Regions from separate parts of the Mus musculus genome. Here regions 2, 3 and 4 are each linked to region 1. The links are chromatin contacts, called in public capture Hi-C and promoter capture Hi-C maps. All regions are on one chromosome and are shown on one strand. The core of a region is the stretch at or near the end of the contact, and the rest is flanking DNA. Distances in the headings are between cores, read along the strand shown. Region 1 holds the start of Nkx2-3 (NK2 homeobox 3). Region 2 holds the start of Foxd4 (forkhead box D4). Region 3 holds the start of Dmrt2 (doublesex and mab-3 related transcription factor 2). Region 4 holds the start of Dmrt3 (doublesex and mab-3 related transcription factor 3).

Region 1 (5,447 bases), core at 2,875-5,374:
CAAGGAGCCGCATAAAGCCGCGGCCGCCGGGGGAGAAGGGAGGGCGGCCGAGGGGGAAAGCTCGGCCGCGGCGGGGCGCGGCGCGGTGCAGCGCCCCCGGGCAAGCCCCAAGACCGGGTGGCGGCCGAGGGAGGAGCCGCCCCAGGCTGAGCCTGGAGGCCAACTTTTCTTCTTCCTCGGAGACCCTGGAGGTGGGACAGAGTCCCAGCTTGACCAAGGCGGGTCCCCTTCACCAAGTCAGTGCATCTGGGTAAAATGTAGTGGAGGTGTGTGTTGTGTGTGTGTGTGTGTGTGTGTGTGTGTGTGTGTGTGTGATTACAAAGTCCCCGACCCCAGGAGACCCAGAGCCTCTCTCTAGCCTGCTCGGCTCACAGCACCAAAAAGAAATTAACAAACAATGCCGAAGAAGAAGCCAAACTTGCAGCCAGGGGCCTTGCTCAGGGGCACCAGGCAGAGATGTCCAGGGTACTTCCCTCACTTCCCATCCTGTTTAGGGGGTGGGGGGTGTCCTCCCCAGTCTTTGGGGCTAAACAAGTCTTGCAGCAAGCCAAACAGCTCAGAAATATTGCACCTTCTTTATTGACTCCTGTAGTGTGTGACAGCGGCTGTGTACACGGCGTGTGGATATAGTTATAGAGAGATAATGTGCGGAATACAGAATACAAAACAGAAAGGAAACCAACCTGGCGACAACCTAGGTTGGGCGGACAGGTCTTGGATTTGCTCAGCTGCCTCCCTTCCCCCAACTTTCGATCTCACTGCGGTGGTGGTCTCCAAGAACAGTCCCCTGACAATCTAGGGATCCGGGCGGAGTCTGTCTTGGAAGGGACACAGTTGGAAAAGGAAAAATCCACTTCGTTGTGGCGCTCCGGGCAAGCAAAAGGGGCTGCGGATCGGTGGAATTTCTCAAGCTAGTACCCCATTTTCCTCTCCTTCACGTTCTCTCTCCAACTACCTTTCTTTTTCTTTAAATTGTTCTTTTTCTTTCTTTCTTTCTTTCTCCCCCCTCCCCCCTTGTTCGGTCCGGTTCCCGGACCACACTCGGAGAAGGCCAAGGGAAAGCAGGAAGAGAAAAGCCCTCCTCCTCCTCCGGAGAGCAAGCGACAGCCGGAGTCCCAGCCTCCCGCACTCTCCGCAGAGTCAGGATGGGAGGCCACCTCTTCCCTGGCGCCTGGCCGGTGTTTCTGTCTCAGTCTTGAGGACTGGACCAGGGCATCCTTTCTCCGCTGAGTTCCATGCCCCAGGCCTGGAGTGAGCTGCGACCATGGCCCCTTGGAAGGAGCGATACGTCTGTATTTTTATTTTAACGAGGGGACCTGGCCCTTGGGTCTGTCCTTTCTCGTGTCTCATTCCCGCGGTGCCCAGCGTGCAGTAGGACGCCCGCCGCGTGTCCCGCCCAGGCCTTACCAAGCCCTGATGCCCTGCAAAGTCCCCTGCGTGCACGCGGACCCGGCTGCAGCACCTTGATGCAAGGGTTGCGCGCCGCCGCCGCTGCCGAAGCCTCCCAGGTTGCTCACGTTCACAAAGGATCCACCGCCGGTGGCGCTGCAGGCGGGTTGCATGGCGGTGGTCGCCGCGGAGGCCGTGCCGCCACCACCACCGCCGCCACCGGTCGGATAGGCGCAGCCGTAGCTGCCGCTGTAAGCCGCCGCTGCTGCTGCGGCTGCGGCGGCTGCAGCGGCTGCGGCGGCCGAGTTCCCGTAGCCGTAGGCGGGGAAGCTGTTGTAGGAGTAGGCGCCGGCGCCCACGCCGTAGGGCGAGCCGTAGGTTTGTGCGCTGGGCGTGACGCACGGCTTGCCGTCCCGCACGAGCACCGGCACTGCCACGCGGCGGGGTGGCGGCGGCGGCGCGTGCGTCCCCAGCTCCAGGGACTTATCCTGCCGCTGTCTCTTGCACTTGTACCTGCGATTCTGGAACCAGATTTTCACCTGCGTGGACGTGAGCTTCAGGCTGCTGGCGAGATGCTCGCGCTCGGGCGCCGACAGGTACCGCTGCTGCTTGAACCTGCGCTCCAGCTCAAAGACCTGAGCTTGCGAGAAGAGCACCCGGGGCTTCCGGCGGCTCCGCGGCTTCGGCCTCTCGCCGTCCTCGCTCGTCTTACAGTCTCCCGCCGCTTCCAGAGACTTCTTCAACTGACAGCTTTCTAAGGGAGAAGCAAGACATTAGCCTTTCTAGTTCTCAGGATACCACCCCTGCGCCCCAGAGGCACAAAACACTCCCGTAGTAAATGCTAGTTTTGGGGAAAGTTCATAGTTTCTGGAGCCCAATTCCGCCCCCCCCATCCCCCCCGCGTCAGGCGGAGCACCTCCACCGGGAGAAGGCGTATTCGGTGAGAGTAATTAGCTCGCATTTATTAAATTTGAGCATCAGCGAGAAAATAGATTAAATGTGCCGGTCCAGGGGCTAATAACAATTTTCAGGCGACCGCGGAACAGGACCCCGTATCTGCAAACTCGTTTGCCTTCCACTCCCCTGAAGGTGTGGAACGAGTTGGTATTGGGGACTGGAGGCCTGGATGCATGGGTTGATTGCAAAAATTGTTTCTCTTTGGAAATATCTAAGTGAAAGGCGTATGTGCAGCTCAAGAATTGATTTTTTTTTTAATTTTCAAAACTACTGAGAACGCGTCTGTGACAGTATCTGTATGTTACCTTACAGAGGAAAAACAGTTGGATGGACCGATTTAGACAGTTTCATGTCTGTGTTAGGCCTGGAGAATTGTTAGAGAAAAGATTTTGGTCTCAGCCAGATCAAATCTCCACTCGGAGAAGAGATTATTTGATCCTGTTTCCCTTTCAGACATTTCCTTATGGGCTTATTCAATTATCTGATTCTCCTGCCTGCCCCACCTCTGATCTGCTGAATGGCCAGAATCCCACTCAGAACTAATTCAGGAACTTTAACCATTCCACTCCGCCTGCAGTATAAGAAACAAAGCGAGCATTACGATATTTTTTTTCAGAGGCCTTCACCTCCTGGGTGTGACTTGCTGCCGTCATCTGATATGGATCGAGCTCCCACACATTGGCCACCACCTCTCCTCCTTGCAGTTCGAACGTAAGAACTGCAAGCTCCGAAGTAAGCTGGTGTCTCTCAAAGTCTTGCCCGAAAGGATGGCCCAAACACAACATTCTTGCACTGCCTTTTCGGGACAGCCGGGGTGACTGCCCTGGCCTCGCTGAATTCACCTCACGTTAGAAGAAAGACAGAAAAATGGCAGAAAACTGACCCCCCCCTTTTTTTTTGAGAAGATGGGTGTGCGAGAGAACACACACACAACGGACAAGTTACGACCCAGGCTCTGGGCCCCCGTCACTCATTACTCAAGGAACCAGGATTGCAATAATCACTTTTCCTTCCCTCGGGGACTGCTCCGGGTCCCTGCTCCGGGCAAGAGCTGTTCTCTCTTTCTCTTTTATCCCCGCCCCAGCACCATCTCAGGTACCTGTGCTTTGCAGAGCTGTCCTTGAACCTGGCATAGGCATGACCCTAGCCGAATGTGAAAGGGGCGGGTGGCCATGCAGGCACGGTTTGTGGGTTTATAGGCGCTGAGCCATTGCCCCAGGTGTGCGGACGCGTTTCCTTCCCCCTCTACTCACTTTGGCTCCGTTCGCTCACAACCTCCTCTTCTTGTTCCTTGGGCCCGCTGCAAGCGTCTCGGAGAACTGTATGGACATAGCTCTGAGGACAGAGACCCGAATCTCCATGGCCCTCGGCAGCAGCTAGTGAGTTCAAATAGGACAGTTTCTCTCCCTCTTCTTCCTCGTCCTCCTCCCCTGCATCGGAAAACTGCGTCCCTTCAGCCGTGGCCAGCATGCAGGGTGCCGAGTGGAAGTGCTGCTCCAATTCCGCCTGCAAGTGAGCTCCGTGGAAGTGCCGCTGCTGCTCCAGATTCAAAATGTCTTTGACTGAGAAAGGGGTGGAGGTGACCGGGCTTGGTAACATCATCAGGGCCACTTAATTGTCCAGTCCAAATACTCAATAAATCCCGGCGGGGGCGGGGAGGGAGTGCGGTGGCTCCAGCTCTTCTTCTGGACTCCGCGGTGGTGCGGAGTCGAGCTTTTGACAGACGCGGTCCAGTCTAAATCCCCTCCATTGGCCGGGACCTGGGGGTCTGGGTTTTGTTACAGCCACTGCAAGGACTGGGGCCGGGGCTGTGAAGCCTCTGTCCGGGGGCCCTGCGTCACGTCAAGGGGCGGGGTCGGCATCCTGGCCTCCTTCCCAATTGGTTCTTGTGTATGTGGGCCACGCCCTCTGCGTCCACCCAGTGGGATGTTGCTGCGCTACCAGAAATAGACAGGGACTAGAATAGGGTCCTGAGATCCAAGTCGCGGTGGGAAAAGCTGCAAAAAACCGGGTGTCCGAATCACCGATTCCCGCTCCACCTGGCTGCACCTTCCCGACCAGGGGCAGTTCTGAGAGGCCAGACTGCGGATTTCTAAGGAGAGGAGTGTTGTATCTGTGGAAATATGAGCGACGTGTCAAATTCCACCTCACCTTTGCTCTAGCTGTCCTCGCCACCTGGAGTGCCTTTCCCACCCTCATTTCCACAGTGGAAAGCTGTTCTCCGAGGAAAAGCTTAAATACCTCCAAGGAAACTCCGCCAGATCACCTCACCTAGAGGTCCTCTTCCTCGGAACTTGCTCAGTAATGTCACTTGTCACTCTCCCATCTAGTGCCAAAGCTGTACTTAGTGTCCGCTCGATTGTCACTTTAGATTGTGAGTCCCTGAGGGCAGGGTCCAGACCGTACTTGCCCTTGCAGCCCTCGAAGTGGCTTCAGAGAGCAGGTCTGTAGAAGACAAGACGACCGAGTTCTGTTAGTGTGCAGAGGCTCTATGCTTCGAAGCCTGGCCTGAGTCAGTATTTGGTTTTGGACGTTCTCAGTTTCCTGGTCAATATAAAGGAGCCGAATTGCCTCTTCTAGGGTTATTGTTGGAGTTTTTTTGTTTTTGTTTTTTAAAGGATAACCAGGCCGGAAGCATAGCACAGTTGTCTACTTAAAGCAAAGAGCTCAATACTTGTAACTACCCTTGTTCTTTGTGGGAGGTCAGAGCAGTGTTTGTTGCCTGCATTGATTCTGACCGGGCTGGTGTTCCACTGCACACACTGGGTGGCTCTGGTCTCAGAAGGGAGGGGACCCCCGCTGTGGCTGCAGCTCAGGCAGCCTTCTGAAGGGAATCGGGAGCCCGAGCCTAGGCCTCAACTTTCTGAAACGCCTTATTTCTCTCTTTCTGAAACCGTGGTTGTGTTCTGCAGGGAGACTAAATGCAGCCTCAGATTCAGAAAACTGCCTGATGGAGACCACCTTCTGGTATCCACCCGCCTACATACCTAGCCCCTGAGTGGTAAGGGGCACTATTGTGAGATTAAGAGCAAAAGGTGTGGGCAGCAGGCCTTGGAAAACCAAACTAGTTCCGCTTTCAACGTAGGGTTCCTCAGTAGGCC
Region 2 (4,890 bases), core at 336-2,835, about 19 Mb after region 1:
CACATTCTTACACCCTTTCATTTGTAAATAACCCAAATCCCCCTAGCAGTTGACTTTAGGAAAACCAACAATACTCTCTCTCACACAGATAATCAGAAAAGGGGAACCGAGTCTCTCCAGCAGGGGGTGAGGGCAGCATCTGGGGCCAGCAGATTGAATGAGACACCTGCCGGCCCTCCTGCAGTTTAAAATCACACAAATAGTCATTGGTCAATTTTGGATTTAAACACAAATCTGTGAGGCTCAGATCTGTTGTTTGTCCTACCTCAAGCTGCACACAATAGAGAGCCTTGGAGGGTAAAACCCTCCACAGAGCAATGCAGCTTAACTCAAAGGCTGGCAAGGGAGCTGCTCTCCAAAAGATGCTAACTTCTTTAAACTACTTTAATCCCAAAGGCGATGAGCTATTTTTGGTAGTCAGTTTCTGATTTCTCAATAAAGGTCACAATCACAAACATAAACGTTGAAGGTGGCACAACTTTCATCCTTTCCTAGTGCATCTTTTTAGATTTCACCTTCCCAATTCCCCCAATATGTACTTTGTATTTTGCTATGCAATCCCTATTTATGTAACAGACATACTCTACCATATTGTTACTTTAGCTGCTGGGCTAACTCACATGAAACCAATCTAAAAGCTTAGGTACTCCAAAGCCTTCAAGCAAGTCCTGGGGTCCCTGTCCTGCTCTGCAGTGTGGATGCCTTACCATGGACCTCTGGACTATCTAGTGTCAGGGACACTGCAACCCCGCCCTTCCTCGATTTATTGTTATTACCACAGTAAAGCACTTGTGTTTCTGGATGGATGTTCGGGTTGGGGGGAGGGGTAGGGGACAAAGCCAAGCAGGTAGATGCACTCATATAGTGAGGGCATTCCTTTCTTTATAAAATTACTTTGGGGGAAACAGTATTTGTGTAGTGAAATCAATGTAGTTGGTAAAGACAACGAAGGAAAAGAAGATGAAGATACCAGTTGCCTCTGTGGTGCTAGTGTGTTGCTTTCTGAAGCCTCTTCTAGGCATCCCTGTCTGAACGTGAAAAAATAATTTGCACCTTTGCTCCGCTGGCTAAATAGTAAAAGAAGCTGGAGGAAAAGAGACTAAGAAAATACTTTTTTTTTTTTTCCTTTTAAAGTCCACACTGAACTTCCACAGTTTATGCTAGGATGCTTTAGTTTTTAGGGAAATCGAGTCACGGGATTATTTGGTGAAGTTTACGAGGAGGGAAGGAGCCATTTCTCTGGAATGGGGGCATATAGCTTTAAGTCAGTGTGCCATTCTGTTTGAGATACATCTCATTACTCGCCAAAGTCAGTACTGGGAAGGTCTAAATGTCGACGTGGTCCCACATCGTCGTTGTGTATCATGTTTTCCCTCTTGATTTTTATTTGTGCAGCTTTAGAGAAACATCAACAGAGCCCGCACAATGTCAGAGCACTTTGGCTGATTAAACCATCCTCCGTAGTGGATGGTTGTGAAGAGGAGGGACCAAGGACCCCCCATCATTGGACCGCGTCAGGAGGACGTGGCTCCAGCCCGAGGAACGGCAAAGAAGGATATATAGCTGCGCACTTCTCAGAGAAACTTAAAACACCAAGTGCTCCTTGCCAAAGGGTGTTAGAAAGAAAAAGCAGAAAAGAACAAGGAAGCCTAACCTAGGAGCGCTCCAGTTTCCCAGCAGACTCATCCTTGCTAACTCACCCATCCCAAACCAGGTGAGCTGCCCCCACGTCCGTCCCCTCCTCTCCCTCTTCCCTCCTATCCTCCATGAACTCAGCAAGAGCTGGGCACCTTCGTTCCACTCCACCGCCCAGTCCTCTAAGTTCCGACCAGGATGAGGTGGAGATCGACGTGCTGGCAGAGGAGGAAGATGGAGATCAGACGGAAGAAGAGGATGACGAGGAGGAGAGCCATAAGTGCCTGGAGCGATCCCTGCAGAGGCCCGGAGCCCGCACTCTTGCAGGGAGGAGCGCGGGGGACTGCGGCGATCTGAGTAACTCCTCCGGGTTCCTCCGCAAGTTCCGAGCACCACGGACCCCGGCGACCACCACAGCCGACGGCCCGCAGCCCGCCAAACCCCCGTACTCCTACATCGCGCTCATCACCATGGCCATCCTGCAGAGCCCGCACAAGCGCCTGACGCTCAGCGGTATCTGCGCCTTCATCAGCGGCCGCTTCCCCTATTACCGCCGTAAGTTCCCCGCCTGGCAGAACAGCATCCGCCACAACCTGTCGCTCAACGACTGCTTCGTCAAGATCCCTCGCGAGCCGGGCCACCCGGGCAAGGGCAACTATTGGAGCCTGGACCCCGCCTCCCAGGACATGTTCGACAACGGCAGCTTCCTCCGGCGCAGGAAGCGCTTCAAGCGCCACCACCCGCCCTCGGGAGGCCACCCGCACTGCCCTTTCCCTCCACCCGCTGTGCCCGCCACCCTGCACGTCTCCCAGCCCAGCCTCCTGCTCCGCTACTCTGCCCCACCACAGCCTAACCTCGCAGCTCATCCCGCTGCCCCGCCTCGGAGTCACCCGTGCGCCCCGCTGCATCCGCATCCCATGCGCTACCTGCTGCTCGCGGCCCCGGCCTATGGCGACAACCCTAGAAAAGCGGAAGGCGCGGACCCCGCCACCCCCTTAGCCATTCCCGCGCTGCAGCCCGTACTGGGTTCCCAGCCTTGGGAGAGAGACCAGAGCTCTGGAACTCGGTCCGGACGCGGGTGCGCTTCGTTCACCATCGAGAGCATCATGCAGGGGGTTACAGGAGGAGGAACTGGGTCTGCGCAGAGTCCGTCCTTTGCTCCGTGGAGCTACTGCCACCTGCTGCAACATCCACCGTGCCTGCTGCACCCCCAGGCCGCTTCCCCTTTGTTTCACATGTCCGCAGGTTCCCGGACAATATTGCCTCAGCAGCCGCAACCGCCGCTGCCGCTGCAGCAAGAACAGCATCACTGTGCCATTAGCTGCGCTCCCGGTAAAGGCGTGCGGTTAGGCCAGCACCTGTCCGCCGTTGCGGCGCTGCTGAGGCAACAGCCTGCAGCTGACGACGGTAGGCTGACAACCCTGGCCGCTCTTTCGGGCCGAGAGGGGACCTTGCCCGAATTTTAAGCAGCACCCAGGCCCAGCCTCCAGGCTGGGTCGCCTTGGCACACCTGGAGCCAAGTGGCAAAATGGAACCACTTTCTAGGTTTGCACCACCCGCCTGCTAGGCTTGTGCGTAGAAAGCCAGCAGCGGAGTGCGCACTAAGTCCTTCCAAATTGTTACAAATGTGTTCTGCTCGCTTGACAACACAAAAGTGGGAAAATCCTGGATCTACAAGTCTTGCTTGGTCTTGTCCGCTTCGGTTGTGGCTTCCACGGTTTTCCCGACTTACATACTTCCCGAGGACCTATGACTATGAAAGTGAGTGAGGTGTTTTGCTGTTAATAAAAACAAAACAGTCTGCAATACAAAACATCACCATCCACATTGCTTAGGAACTGCCAGTGTTCCCAGTGGCGACTGCGACTGCGAATGCGTACATGCTCCGAAACCCGTAGGTAATACAAATAGGGTAATTTCATAACATTTATCTCTTGTATATACGACGTGTCCTACTCCAACGGGGAGTGTTAAAACTAAGCCTAGTTATAGAGATTGAATAAAATACGAAACTACAATGCTACATCGCTTGTTTCCTATGTCTCGTTATTTGCTTTCATAAATGAAATTTTAAAAAAATTTCTATTCTTATCTCACAATTCGTTTTTATGATTTATATCCATTAGAGAAATCGGGGACGACACGTTTTAAATATGGGCTTTAAAAGTTCCAACTATTTGAGGGCCAAAGTTTATCTTATAAACTAGTTTTAATTCTAACGAATTAAATTTAGGTTTTTCAAAGGAGAGTTTCGCTGTGCAGCCTTTGGTGGCCTGGAACTAGCGATCTTCCTATTTCAGTTTCCAGAATTCTTAGCGTGCCCAATAACGCTGAGCTTGTGCGCTATTTTTCTCAAGTTGTTTTTCTGAGGTAAACTGGAGGATGACTGGAGATCAATTTGAACTAGTGTATCTATTCTTGGAAAATAAACGACTGTTGCGTTTACTTAAAAAAATGCTAGTATTTTCAAGGCCTTTTCTTTATAAATAATTTCTGAGAGATCCTTGTAAGAGTGATTCAGCTCCAGGATACAAGGAAAACAAGGGAACGCCCATCACCTACGACTCCCAGAAGGCGGGATTTTAGATGTTGGGTCATTATAATCCACGGCTTTGAGGAAAGCCGAGCGCCGAGTAGAAGAAACCCACTGTGTTCCCCACCCTTAGCAAAGAAGTCTACATTTCCTTGTTTACACCCCATAGCCCAGAACTCCTACTGCTCGCCTTGCCTGCTACCTCAACCCCTTCCAATCTGAGAGCTTTGTGGGAACTTCTGGAAAGTTCCTAAACTCAGACATTAGTAGCTTTGAGCTTTCGGACAGGCAGCTTTCCTCCGTTTGGCCCCTGGGCTCTTGGTCCCCAAAGTACCACTCCTTTGGTGGCCAGCAGCAATCTGAGAGTTTAGAGGCAAATCAGAGAGAGAGGGAGAGAGGGAGAGAGAGGGGGAGAGAGAGAGAGAGGGAGAGAGAGGGAGAGAGAGAGAGAGAGATCCCCTTTCCCGTGTATCCGCATCTCCCCTTTGCGCTTTGTGCAAAGATGTTTCCAGCCTGGCCACCTCCAGGTATTCAGTTAACTTTGCATCCGATCCCCCACCCCCTCGCGCGCTGCCTCCCCCCTGAAGCCGATCCCTGGGCAGGACCGAGGTGGGCTCCAGCGCTCGGAACTCCCTTTCCTCCCACGCCCAAACCTGTCCCAGCAGGAGGACGACCCCGTCAGAGCCTGGCCAAGGTCCGTTCCTCAGTTGAAATGCTTTAGT
Region 3 (5,244 bases), core at 1,437-3,936, about 18 Mb after region 1:
GTATACGTGAAGGCAGAAAAAAAAACTCTTAAGGGACACCAGCCTGGGAGTCCTCTGGTCACTGCCAGGTTACTCCCAACTAGCCCATCTAGGAAAGAGGTTGAACCCAGAGCCAGGGCCATCTGAGGTTCCCCAAGCCCGTCTGGTGAGTTTGAGCAGGTTCCCTTTGGAGTCACCCACTATATTCGGTGACCTAACTACCTCCCAGCACCTATCTGCAGGGGAAGTCAAATCGAAAGTTTTCCCGGGGAACCCGGGTAGAAGATCAATTGCAGAGCACTTGCCTAAAGGCCACCTCGGCCAGGGAAAACAATCAAACAATCACAGGAATAACGATAACAAAGAATTCAACATTTTGCCTAACCTCAGGTCTGAGAGGAGATTCTGTGAAACCTGCATCACTTCCCCCAAAGCAACAAGAGGAAGTATAAACTCCAGGGTTCAAAAGTCTCTCTAGGAGAAATCCTGACTTCTCACAACAGAACCGCACCGCACCGCACCGCACCGCACCGCACCGCACCGCACCGCACCGCACCGCACCGCACCGCACCGCACCGCACCGCACCGCACCGCACCGCACCGTGGGGACTGCTAAGACCTCTAAGCATTCTCTGGCAGGTCACATAGTCAATAGCCTTGGACTGAGGGGCCCTTAACTCCGCTGTCATATTGGTCTCATCCGGAAAATGGGCATCAAGTTCTGCCTAAGTATCAAGGTGGGGCGACACACAGTGACAGCACCGCGTGCTGCTTCATCCTGACTGGACATCAACCGCTCTGTCAACCACCTTCCTCCCTCCCCAACCACCTGCAAAACTAAACCCGAAAATATTTATTTTTATTGACTTTTCCGCGATGTCCCAAATGGACCTAATTCCTTTGCCTCTCAATGCTTTTTGAATAGGAGACTTTTTCAGCACTTTCTGCATCGAAGGCCACGGCTTTCCCTCCGGAACCCCGCAGGCTAGCGAGACAGTGTCTGAACCTCTCCTGCCAGGCGATCTGAGATCGAGGGTCACTGGGTTGTGTGAGTGGAAGCCCAGCTCCTTGCTGTAAGGGACTCCCTCATCCTGCCTGGGCGCGCACCCTGGAGACCTATCCCCAGCCTGTCGGCACCCACCTCTGTGGCCTGCTGCCTCCGGAGCGCCACCTGGGCGGCCATGACACGCTGGCGCTCCACCACCAGCAGGCAGTTGGCGCACTGGCAGTCCCGCCAGCGACAGAATCGCTTGTGGCCCTTGAGACAGGATACCACGCCGTGGTTGCGGCAGCGTGCGCACTTGGGTGTGCGGCTCAGTTTGCGCGGCTCTGCGCCGCCACCGGCGGTGGCACCGCGCTCAGGGGCGGCGGCGGCGGCTGGCAGCGCCTGAGCAGCAGGCGGTGGCCTGGGTGCCAGTCCCCCGGGCTGCTCTGGCCGGCCTGGCACCTCCGAGGACACGCCGGGCTCCTCGCCGTCACCCTCGTCCTCCACATCTTCATCCTCCTCTTCTTCGTCCTCGTCCTCCTCCCCATCGGCCGCCGCCGGACTGGGTTCCTGCGGCGGCGTGGCCCGCAGTGGAGTCCCACAGCTATCTTCCTCCAGGTCTAGGCTTTCCACGTCGATCTCCCAGTCCCCGACTCCCGGGACTGCCTGCCCTTCCGTCATGACACTAGACTGTCGTTCGGCTCGGTTGCCCGCGCGCTAGGGAGACAGAAAAAGGCCTAAAGACCCGTCGCAATTAGGGACCCTCTCTGAGACTCGGCCCAGAATTTCTGCAAGGCCAGCTTTCCCCCTTGAATTACTCAGTTTTCTTCTACAGGCCACACCCGAGATCCACAGTTCAACGAAGCTTGTATTTTACTAATTCTAAGTGGTCTGTGCACCTGACCTTTAACCTGAGTCCTGTCTGCCTTTCCAGACAAGTCACCCACTGACCTTACTAACTGGCCAGTTTAAGCCACTTGTCAGGCTTTTCCACAGCCAGTTAACATGGCCATGATAAATATAAAAATGTCGAAGGTACAACTATCTTTCCTTTTATTACAAGGGACCTTGAAACCTCGTTTTCCAAATGTCTCTCATTGACCTACACCACCACAAAGACTCTAGAGAGGTCTTCTCGTCCCTCCGGTTCCCCTAAACCGATGCTCTATATAGGACACACACAGGGAGTGGGGGACACAGCCATGAAGCTGAAGAAGCTGGTCTGGTATCAGTAGTGCTTGAGCCGCACAAGGTTGAGGGAACTTGATTTTCATCTTTAAGGCAAGACAACCAGAAACAGAAAGAAGCCGTAGTGAAGAGTCACGCCCCGTGCCCTCCCTGGCTCCCGAGCAGCGGCGACAACACAGCACTCACCAAGAACCAGGCTCAGGCTAGCAACCCAGTTAAAAGAGAGCCAGCTTCAGGATCTGTCCCCCGGAGCTGCAGGCAGTGGGAGCAAACAGAATTGGGTCTGAGAGCAGGAGGCGGGAGCCCACTGGATGGCGACCGGGGGACAGAGGCCGGAGGCGAGTCAAGGCCTCAGCAACCTCACCCCGTACATTCCAAATTCTGCAAAGTTCTGTTCGGTCCTCTGCACCCTGGATCGCCTCACTTCACTTCCCACTTCTGGTCCAAAGAGGACGGAAAAGGTCCGGCCCGGACCCAGGACTCCGCCTCAGGCGCACCCTGCTTGCTTTCGGCGCAGAGACACTCACTGCAGTCGGGGACCTGAGCTCCCCTTCCTAGTATTATCCACCACCCACCCCCACCCCGAGCTCTGCGTCCTCTGATTGGTTGGTTTTCAGGCGGTGTGCACGCCGATTGGCCGGAGCACTAGGGCTGAGCGCCCTCCTCCTCAGCCCAGTGGAAGCTTCCCTTTAGCGCTACTGCGCCGCCGGAGTCCACCCGCCAGCCTTCGCTGCAGCCGGGTCCCTGATCCAGAAGCTAAACCTAAAAATGTGGGCAGTGGTTGCGGCGGAGCAGTCGCCTTTTATCTCGCCGACTAGAGAACAAGCTGATTCTCGTACTCTTATACATCGCGTTGTTCTCGAGAAGGTAACTAAGGGGTAGAGATCAGAAAGGTTAGCGTTGATTTCTATCGATGATATCATAATCTCCGGTGTTTAACCATCGACCGGCAGTTGGGCCGAGAGAAGAGGCCACTCTAAAGTGGGCACTCTGGCATCCTTCTCTCCGCACGAACAAGTCCATGTTTATCTTGCTGGTCAGCGCCCAGATGTCTTACAAATATCTGTAGTTTGTGGATAACTCCGAGGTGCAAAGCAGTTCCTTACTTCCATAGAGCTTGCGAGGCAGGTGGCAGCAACGACTACAGCCCATCTACGGTTTCCTGTTATCAGTGGATAGCACAGTCCATTCTGGGAGCAAATAGAAATAAACCACGCCATTAGCAATTTTAGATACAAAAAAATATTCAATCTAAGCAAGCATTTATACAAAAACTTTTAAAACGTAGCAGCCTTTTAGCATGTGTGAATGAGTGATTATCAAGAAAACTAACTTTCTTCTCTCTCTCTCTCTCTCTTTCTCTCTCTCTCAAAATACCCTTCACAAAAATGTTTGAAACAAAGTCAAATTTCCCACGAATAATAGAGAAGTCCTTTAAGCAACGCGACAGTCTATTACCTTAAGCTAAATTTAAAAATCCCATCGATGCTTCTTTAAAGGGTTCTCCTTAAGATCCAGCCCTCCGCAGGAAGAGCGGGTTAGAAAACACATCAGAAAACAGGTTGTCGATTTCCTGGGCACGCGCTACAGTGGCGATGGATATCTGTTGATGGGAGAAAATTTCGGAGCTGATTCTTTTCCTCTAATCCGAACCTGTCAGAAAATTCCAAGTCAACCAAGCTCGCCTAAGTGAGAACAAAGACCAGCTGCCTGCCTGCCTGCCTCCCTGCCGGAAGCGCAGGTATTCTCAGGCCCTTGTGAGGTTGAACGCTTCCTAATATCCAGTTAATGTATAAAGATGACTTTCTATATGTTCCTGTAGATTTTTTTCTTTCAGTGTCTCTGGGGGCCTTGAGGGGCGACTTGTTAGCTTCAAGGCTCCCCACTGAGGCAGCGGGGGAACTAATCCTTGGTACCGGTTCCTCAGCACCCCCTAGTTTCCTCATTTGTGGTCTTCCTTATCTAACTTAACTCGCCTAATTTTTTTTCTAACCTGGGTGGGTGCGTTTAAGTTCTTGACTACAGTAGAAACGTGTTTTCTAACCTTCGTTTTCTCCAGTGATGAAAGTGAGGAGTCCTGAAATTCCCATTGTCCTTCGGGAAAGCTGGGGACCTGGTCAAGAACCTTGGACCAGGATAGCCCTCTGCCCTGAAGGGACAGAGTGAGGAGTCCTCGGCTCTCAGCCGGAAATGGTCGCAGCTGGTTTGCCACGGCCTCTTGGTTATTTGTTGTTCTTGTTGTGGTTGCTTTGTTTTTGTTTTCGTAGCTCCCTAGCTGTCTTGCAACCCTTCAGATGTTAGCACTTGGAGTTAGGGTTAGAGCCTCCATGACAGGATTAGGCACTGGTCTTTTGTGTGTTGTTTTGTTTTTGTCAAATCATGCTGAGTTTTCTTCCACGAGAGCAACACCGAGACACACACACACACACACACACACACACACACACACACAGGAGACAGTCTTCTACCTTTGCAAACAGGCAGTCTGTGCGCATCTGCCCTCCGATTGAAAATGAACTATAACTCCACCACTCTACCCTGCCAGATCATGTGGATAACGGGCTAGGTTTTTATTCATGGCTTGTATAGCCCCTAAGAAGATAGAAGATAATTAGCCCTTCGCAAGTAATTTTAAATATTAACAAAGTTGAGAAAATGGGTTCGCTTGCTACCAGATGGCAGAGAGTAGAGCCGGGAGGGGAGCTTGTGAGTAGCTGTTTCCTGAACTGAAAGTAAACAGGACTAGGGAGCCCAGGAGCCTTTGTACTGGGCCAAACTTTAAACATCACTTGAGGAGGAGACAAATAACATTCCTGTGTATGAACCAGTCAGATGAGGCCAAAACAGGGAAATGGGGTTTGGGGATAGGGAGCCCTAAGACAGGGGACTAGCCCTTGGGAGTGTTATAGGGCAAAGACCAGGCTCTCTATGGTGGGCAGACTAGAAAAGGGGTGCTGAAGAGCCAGCCTACAGGCTTAGCTAGACCTCTAGCAGGTGGATACTCCCCTCTGGGAAGGACATCTTCTCCAGCACCCCAAGGACAGGTGAGGTGGGGGGAACAAAGGGCAATAACTTCATTGCTATCTAGGGAT
Region 4 (5,156 bases), core at 1,296-3,795, about 18 Mb after region 1:
TGCCTCAACTTGGCCTCCTCAATGCCCTCATCCACCCCCTTTTCTCCTTGCTTTGGGTTTTGTTGGCTCTTTATACATTTTGGCTATGGAGAAGGACAACCCGTTGAGAACCACGCGATGCTAAAGGAGTCCCCTCTTGGACAGAGACCACAGAACTCAAGGTTAGTGCTCTTTAAGAGCTGCTGATAGGCAGCTGGGCACTGTAAAATAGCAAGTTGAATTTTTAACTCGACCTCTTCTTCTCTAGTCCAGGGGACTCCCAGAGCCAGGAAAACCAGGAACGGAAAATTAAAAGTGGGTAGCATGGAATTCTGGGACTAAGACCAAACACCCCTTCTTGTTCTCAGGACAAGCCCTCCTCCCACAATAGGCTCTAGTTTCTCTACTGTCAAATCCACAAATATAAGATGAGGGTCGTGGGGCGGTGCTTCTGAGACATGCTTATATGTTCCTTGTTAAATAGCCACAAAACCCAGCCAGCAAACTGCTTTCTGAACTTCAGGCCTACCGGGCACAATTGAGCCAGAAGGTAGGACAAACTGGCCAAGCTACCTACCACCTCACCACACACCAACAGTGAGTAGCCCCCCCAGACCCCCAGTTCAGCACAGTGCTCTGGGGTTCTCTGAAGAAGAGCAAGAGCTGTCATTGAGCAGCTGAGAAAGTAGAGACAGAGGCTCTAGCTACCAGAAAAACTACGGACCTTTCACTCCTAATTCCAGTACACCCCATTCCGAAGGAGATGGGCCTGTCTCCTTTGTACGTTTACCCAGTGAAGGGGAAACACCAAACTCCATTGAATTCCGGTTGCCAGGAGGCTGCGAGCGGCCAGGAGTAAAGCTAGAGGTTCCTCGGAGGAAAGAGAGGAAGAGGCTTAAAATAGGGGCAGCCGGACTCAGGGACTCAGGAAAGAGCCAGAAAGAGAGAACTAAGTAGAAACCGGGGTCTGCCCACTGTCAGGGCTCAGAACCCTGTTAACCCATCCCCAAAATCAGAGCATATCTGAACAGCGGGAAGCTAGATGGCCAGAAAGCCCCTCATTATTTCAGGCCAGGCCAACCCCGCAAAATCCTGGAAAGGCACTTGCTAGGTTTTCTCCACTGTAGGCCAAGTTTTGGTTTTAATTTCTTCACACCACAGCAGCCCGGGAAATGGCAATAAAGGACCAAAGAAGTAGTTCAGCAAAAGAGAGTTAAGTAGCTTCACTTTGGAGCCTTTTCCTTAGAGTTCTTAAAAGGCGCCTTTTTTTTTTTTTTTTTTTTCAAATTCTAAGTCTTGAGGCCTCTTAGCCTGGCTAAAAAAAACAAAACGACTCCTAGTTCCTTTAAGTAAGAGACAAAACGCCTGTTCCGGACCAAGCCAAGAATCACCTAGAAACAGCAAAGCACTGGGCCCTGACTGCTAGCCAGCACCTACTTACCCCCTCGCTCCAAGTGAGAGCCCCCACCCGTCTAAAACCCGCAGCCCGGATAACCCTCCTCATTGTGGTGTGTTTAAAGTCGGTCTTCCCCAAGACATCATTTTATTTTTAAAATTGACCTGCTATGTTCCCTTTCAACCCGGGGAAAGCCTCTGACGATAGGGACACAGCCAGGCGATCTGGTTGGCCCCTCTGGCGGGCTCCTGGGTTCCATCGGCTTCAGACTCTCGAGACCCCCTTTCCGGGAGAGTAAGAACCGGTGCCTGGTGGGGGTGGGGCAGGTCCAACCAGGTCCACTTCCCACAAACTTGTCTTCGGCCTTCCCCCACGATCCCGAAGAGCCCTCGAAGCTCCCTCATTCGGAGCGCGACCCCAGCGCCGCAGACGCTCTCACCTGGTTTAGCAAGCTGCGCTGGCAGCGTCCCGGGCTGGGGCTCCGCGACCCAGCGCAGCGCGGCGGCCGCGGCCAACTCCGCGGTGGGACGAGGCGGCGCGGGCGGCTGGGACGCTTGGGAGGCTGGCGACGACTGCGAGGCGGTAGCGGCGGTGGCCGCAGCGTCCCCCGGCGGCGGGGGCCCTGGCAGAGCCCGCAGCGAGTCCGGGATGAGGCTCTCCAGGCTCTCGTTGGCCTGCTGCCTGCGCAGCGCCACCTGCGCCGCCATCACCCGCTGCCGCTCGATGATCAGGATGCACTTCTCGCAGGTGCAGTCCTTGAAGCGACAGTAGCGCTTGTGGCCCTTGAGCCAGGACAGCACCCCGTGGTTCCGGCAGCGCGCGCACTTGGGCGTGCGCTGCAAGGGCGCCCGCGGCGGCTGCGACACCGGGCCGCCCATGTACAGGTAGGGGGAGCCGTAGCCGTTCATGCCCAGGGCTCCCCCCGGCCGGCGGCGGGAGCTGGAGCACAGAGCTCGGAGGCCCGCTCTCGGGAGGCCCCGGAAGGTCCGCGGCGGCCGGAGCTACGGCAGCAGTCTCCCCGGCTCCGATGGCGCTCGCAGCCCGCCGGTACCCACGCGTGCCGCCTCTCTGCCCGCCGCTCTCGGGGCGCAGGCTCCACCCGCAGGTCCTCCCACGCTGAGGCTCTCCAGCAGCTGCAAGGAGCCGGGGAGAGCTCTGATTACGGTCTGAGCCACTTCCTTCCCTGGTCCCTTCCTCGCAGACTGGACCCAGCACCTCCTCCGCCACCCTCCCCCCCCAGTCCCTCCTCCCTCCCGCCGCCACCCCCCCCCCAATCGGGGTCCCAGCCTCCTTGCGCTCCCCACGCGCTTTCCTCCTCCCTGGCAGGCACCCCTCGGGTTCCTGCACCTCACCTTCCCCGCCACCTGCAGCCTGGCCTCTCAGGCGGGGGCGCTCACAGCCCCCTCTGCCAAGCGCTCTGTTACCCCTTCCTGAGCCGGGAGGGACTGCGCCGCTGCGGTACCGCGGGAGCGCTGGGCGGACCGGGTGTGGGGCGGGGGACGATGGGGAGGGGGGTGGGTGTTTGTAAGCCAGCCGGCAGGCCTCTCCCCTACCCTCTCACGTCGCTCCAGCACTGGCCTCGAAGCACTGAGCCCTAGACCGCTTTCCTTCCCACCCTTGGCCTCAGCCATTCGGAGCTTGCGAGGGAATTGAGGGTACTCCGCAGGTCGGCCCCGGGAGAACCGGGTTTCAAGAACCGGAAAGTCTCCACCTGGCAAGAGGAATCAAAAGAGGGGTAGTAGTGATTCGGGAATTCTTCGCTTGGTTTTGCAATCTAGTTTCTTTTTCATTGCTACAGAAGAAAAATGAGTATTTTTTTTTTTAATCTGTCAGGCTTCAGGAAGACAACTCGTTTTATAGGGTAACTTCAATTTTCTACTTAACCTCCTCTTGTCTTTAAAATAAACAATCTCTGCCTTGAATGACCTCTCTGCCTTGGACTGCCAAGTGCTCTCTTGGATGTTTTTCTTAAGCACTGTTTAAACTTTCCGAGGGTGTAGGGAGAAGACACATTAGTGGCCCCAAAGTTACCTGGTATTTTGTTCACGCAAAGGCCACTGAATCAGCCAAGGTCCGGAATTGCCCAGTTCAAATCCCCACAGACGCTGTGTTTTACTTAAGAATAAGGAATAGACCCTACTCGTAACAATCTTTGCGTGACGATGAAGAGTCTCCTGTATAACCTTAGACTGCATAAGCCTTTTTTTTTTACAGCATAAATTTCGTTTATACTCTTTGCTTGTTTTCAGTATTGGTTTGTCCAATGTCGAGTATTACTACGTACGTGTAGAGAAGGCTGCCTTTTTTCACTCAACCAAGAAAACAACCGAACAAAAATCAAGGCATAAAGTAGGCTCAGGACCGCTTTAACAACTCAGTGGGAAGGAGCCAACGGAAGTCCCGGACGGTCTTTTAGCGGCCCCTGGGAACGTGCGCTCCGCTTCTTACTGTGTGGGTGAAAGTTAACGTAAACGGGTCTGCTGCGGTACCTGACTCCTGAACTGCACAGAGACCATAGTCTCTTTCTGGAGGTCGCTTTCCAGTGCCCAGCCCTACCGCCAGCCAAGGAAGAGAGCATCGCTGGCAATCTTGAGTTTGCTGTGAATTCTAGGACTGTGTCGTCCGAGGTTCAAGCAGCAAGCTCTCTGCCCAGAAGAGTGATTTGGAACCGGGAGAGAGCTTTGAACGCGGAATATAAATGTAGCTTTGTACCTTTTTTCCCCCTCGATGCCCTTAGCTACTCGGGTTTCAGGTGCGTGGAGGAGTTGATAGTTGTTCCGGGCTGACCTGCTGGGACTGGAAAGGAACCCCTTGCACACGAATGCTATCTCCAAGATAATTTCCCCAAAACTGCACGGAACCAGTACCCCTGGCTTTTGCCCTTTTCCCCCCACCCTTCTAACCTGGCCTCTTTCCACCCTTGGTCAGAAAAACAAGTTTCTAACTCTACAACTAGTAGGACTTTTGTAAATTGTGGAGACGGGGCACAAGGGTCACGCGTTGATCTTTGGGCCCCGAAACAGGGGGGAAAGGTACAGAAATCACTTTTTATGCTCTGCGAATGGCACGAATCTGGGAACTTGTACTGTTTCAATCTGAAATCTGTGCGTCTAAGAAAGACGAGGACCACGGACTTTTATCGAAGCTGAATTTCTCTTTAAATGGTCAGGGAAACAGATCAGGAAAATAAGAGTAACTAGTTTCTCTGGGGAAAGAGAGCAGCAGAGTTCTGCACCAGGTTTTTAGGGGACATTTTCATTCTCAAAGCAATCCCCTTTCCTTCCTGGGTCACCTAGCCACCCTATCCCAGTGCCACTCACACACTCTGGTATTATTTGGTACTGGGCCCCGTTTCACTCCAGTGCACATCGAGGGCCGAGATCTAAATACTCATTTGATATAGCGCGGTAATCCTTTTCTCATATTTGATGGGAATGTTTTCCATATCCCAGTATTTGACAACATCTCCCTATAGGGACAGGTTTGTATTTATGTTGGTAAAATGTCCCCTGCCTCAAAGTCTATTGTAACCCAACACCTGACAACCCCGAGTCCCATTTCTGTTTGCAGAAAGGGTTTATTCAAGCACATAATGGGATCCCAGCAGAAAGCCTTTCAGAACAAGGGGCTATGGTAAACTTCACCACATGAACTCCGTTTCCAGGGCTATTAAGCTTTTAATTGGAAAATAGCAGAGGAAATTTCAAGGTGACTATAACGTGTTAGCAGTTAGTTCAGAGAAGAAAAGCCCATGCGGGGATGAATGTAGAAAGCATATGGT

What was found. Promoter capture Hi-C pulls out the DNA fragments that hold promoters and counts their contacts. Capture Hi-C pulls out chosen DNA fragments and counts their contacts.
Region 2: a contact with region 1 is called in a promoter capture Hi-C map of second pharyngeal arch cranial neural crest. A contact is called at or near these places in 3 of 39 promoter capture datasets (cranial neural crest, embryonic stem cells and second pharyngeal arch cranial neural crest) and 1 of 484 Hi-C or Micro-C datasets (embryonic stem cells).
Region 3: a promoter capture Hi-C map of second pharyngeal arch cranial neural crest shows a contact between it and region 1. A contact is called at or near these places in 4 of 39 promoter capture datasets (cranial neural crest, frontonasal cranial neural crest, maxillary cranial neural crest and 1 more) and 1 of 484 Hi-C or Micro-C datasets (embryonic stem cells).
Region 4: a capture Hi-C map of embryonic tail shows a contact between it and region 1, with 28 times the contacts expected there. A contact is called at or near these places in 3 of 39 promoter capture datasets (cranial neural crest, maxillary cranial neural crest and second pharyngeal arch cranial neural crest), 6 of 484 Hi-C or Micro-C datasets (cerebellum, embryonic stem cells and epiblasts) and 1 of 9 other capture datasets (embryonic tail).

What each region holds. Positions count from the first base shown.
Region 1 is chr19:43,611,002-43,616,448 of GRCm38.p6, reverse strand. Nkx2-3 (NK2 homeobox 3) reads right to left here and starts at 4,124. Exons shown (of 2, transcript NM_008699.2): 1 at 3,600-4,124; 2 at 557-2,143. The coding sequence starts at 3,948. The coding sequence ends at 1,404. It overlaps Gm20467 (a long non-coding RNA gene), which reads left to right and starts at 4,393. Exons shown (of 4, transcript XR_001782682.2): 1 at 4,393-4,647; 2 at 5,259-5,347. It overlaps Gm34922 (a long non-coding RNA gene), which reads right to left and starts at 264. Exons shown (of 3, transcript XR_003952841.1): 1 at 1-264.
Region 2 is chr19:24,897,711-24,902,600 of GRCm38.p6, reverse strand. Foxd4 (forkhead box D4) reads left to right here and starts at 1,585. Exons shown (of 1, transcript NM_008022.3): 1 at 1,585-3,658. The coding sequence starts at 1,767. The coding sequence ends at 3,101.
Region 3 is chr19:25,669,853-25,675,096 of GRCm38.p6, reverse strand. Dmrt2 (doublesex and mab-3 related transcription factor 2) reads right to left here and starts at 2,686. Exons shown (of 4, transcript NM_145831.3): 1 at 2,339-2,686; 2 at 1,121-1,681. The coding sequence starts at 1,645. 2610016A17Rik (RIKEN cDNA 2610016A17 gene) reads left to right here and starts at 2,858. Exons shown (of 2, transcript NR_045347.1): 1 at 2,858-3,019; 2 at 3,652-3,963.
Region 4 is chr19:25,607,926-25,613,081 of GRCm38.p6, reverse strand. Dmrt3 (doublesex and mab-3 related transcription factor 3) reads right to left here and starts at 2,545. Exons shown (of 2, transcript NM_177360.3): 1 at 1,815-2,545. The coding sequence starts at 2,283.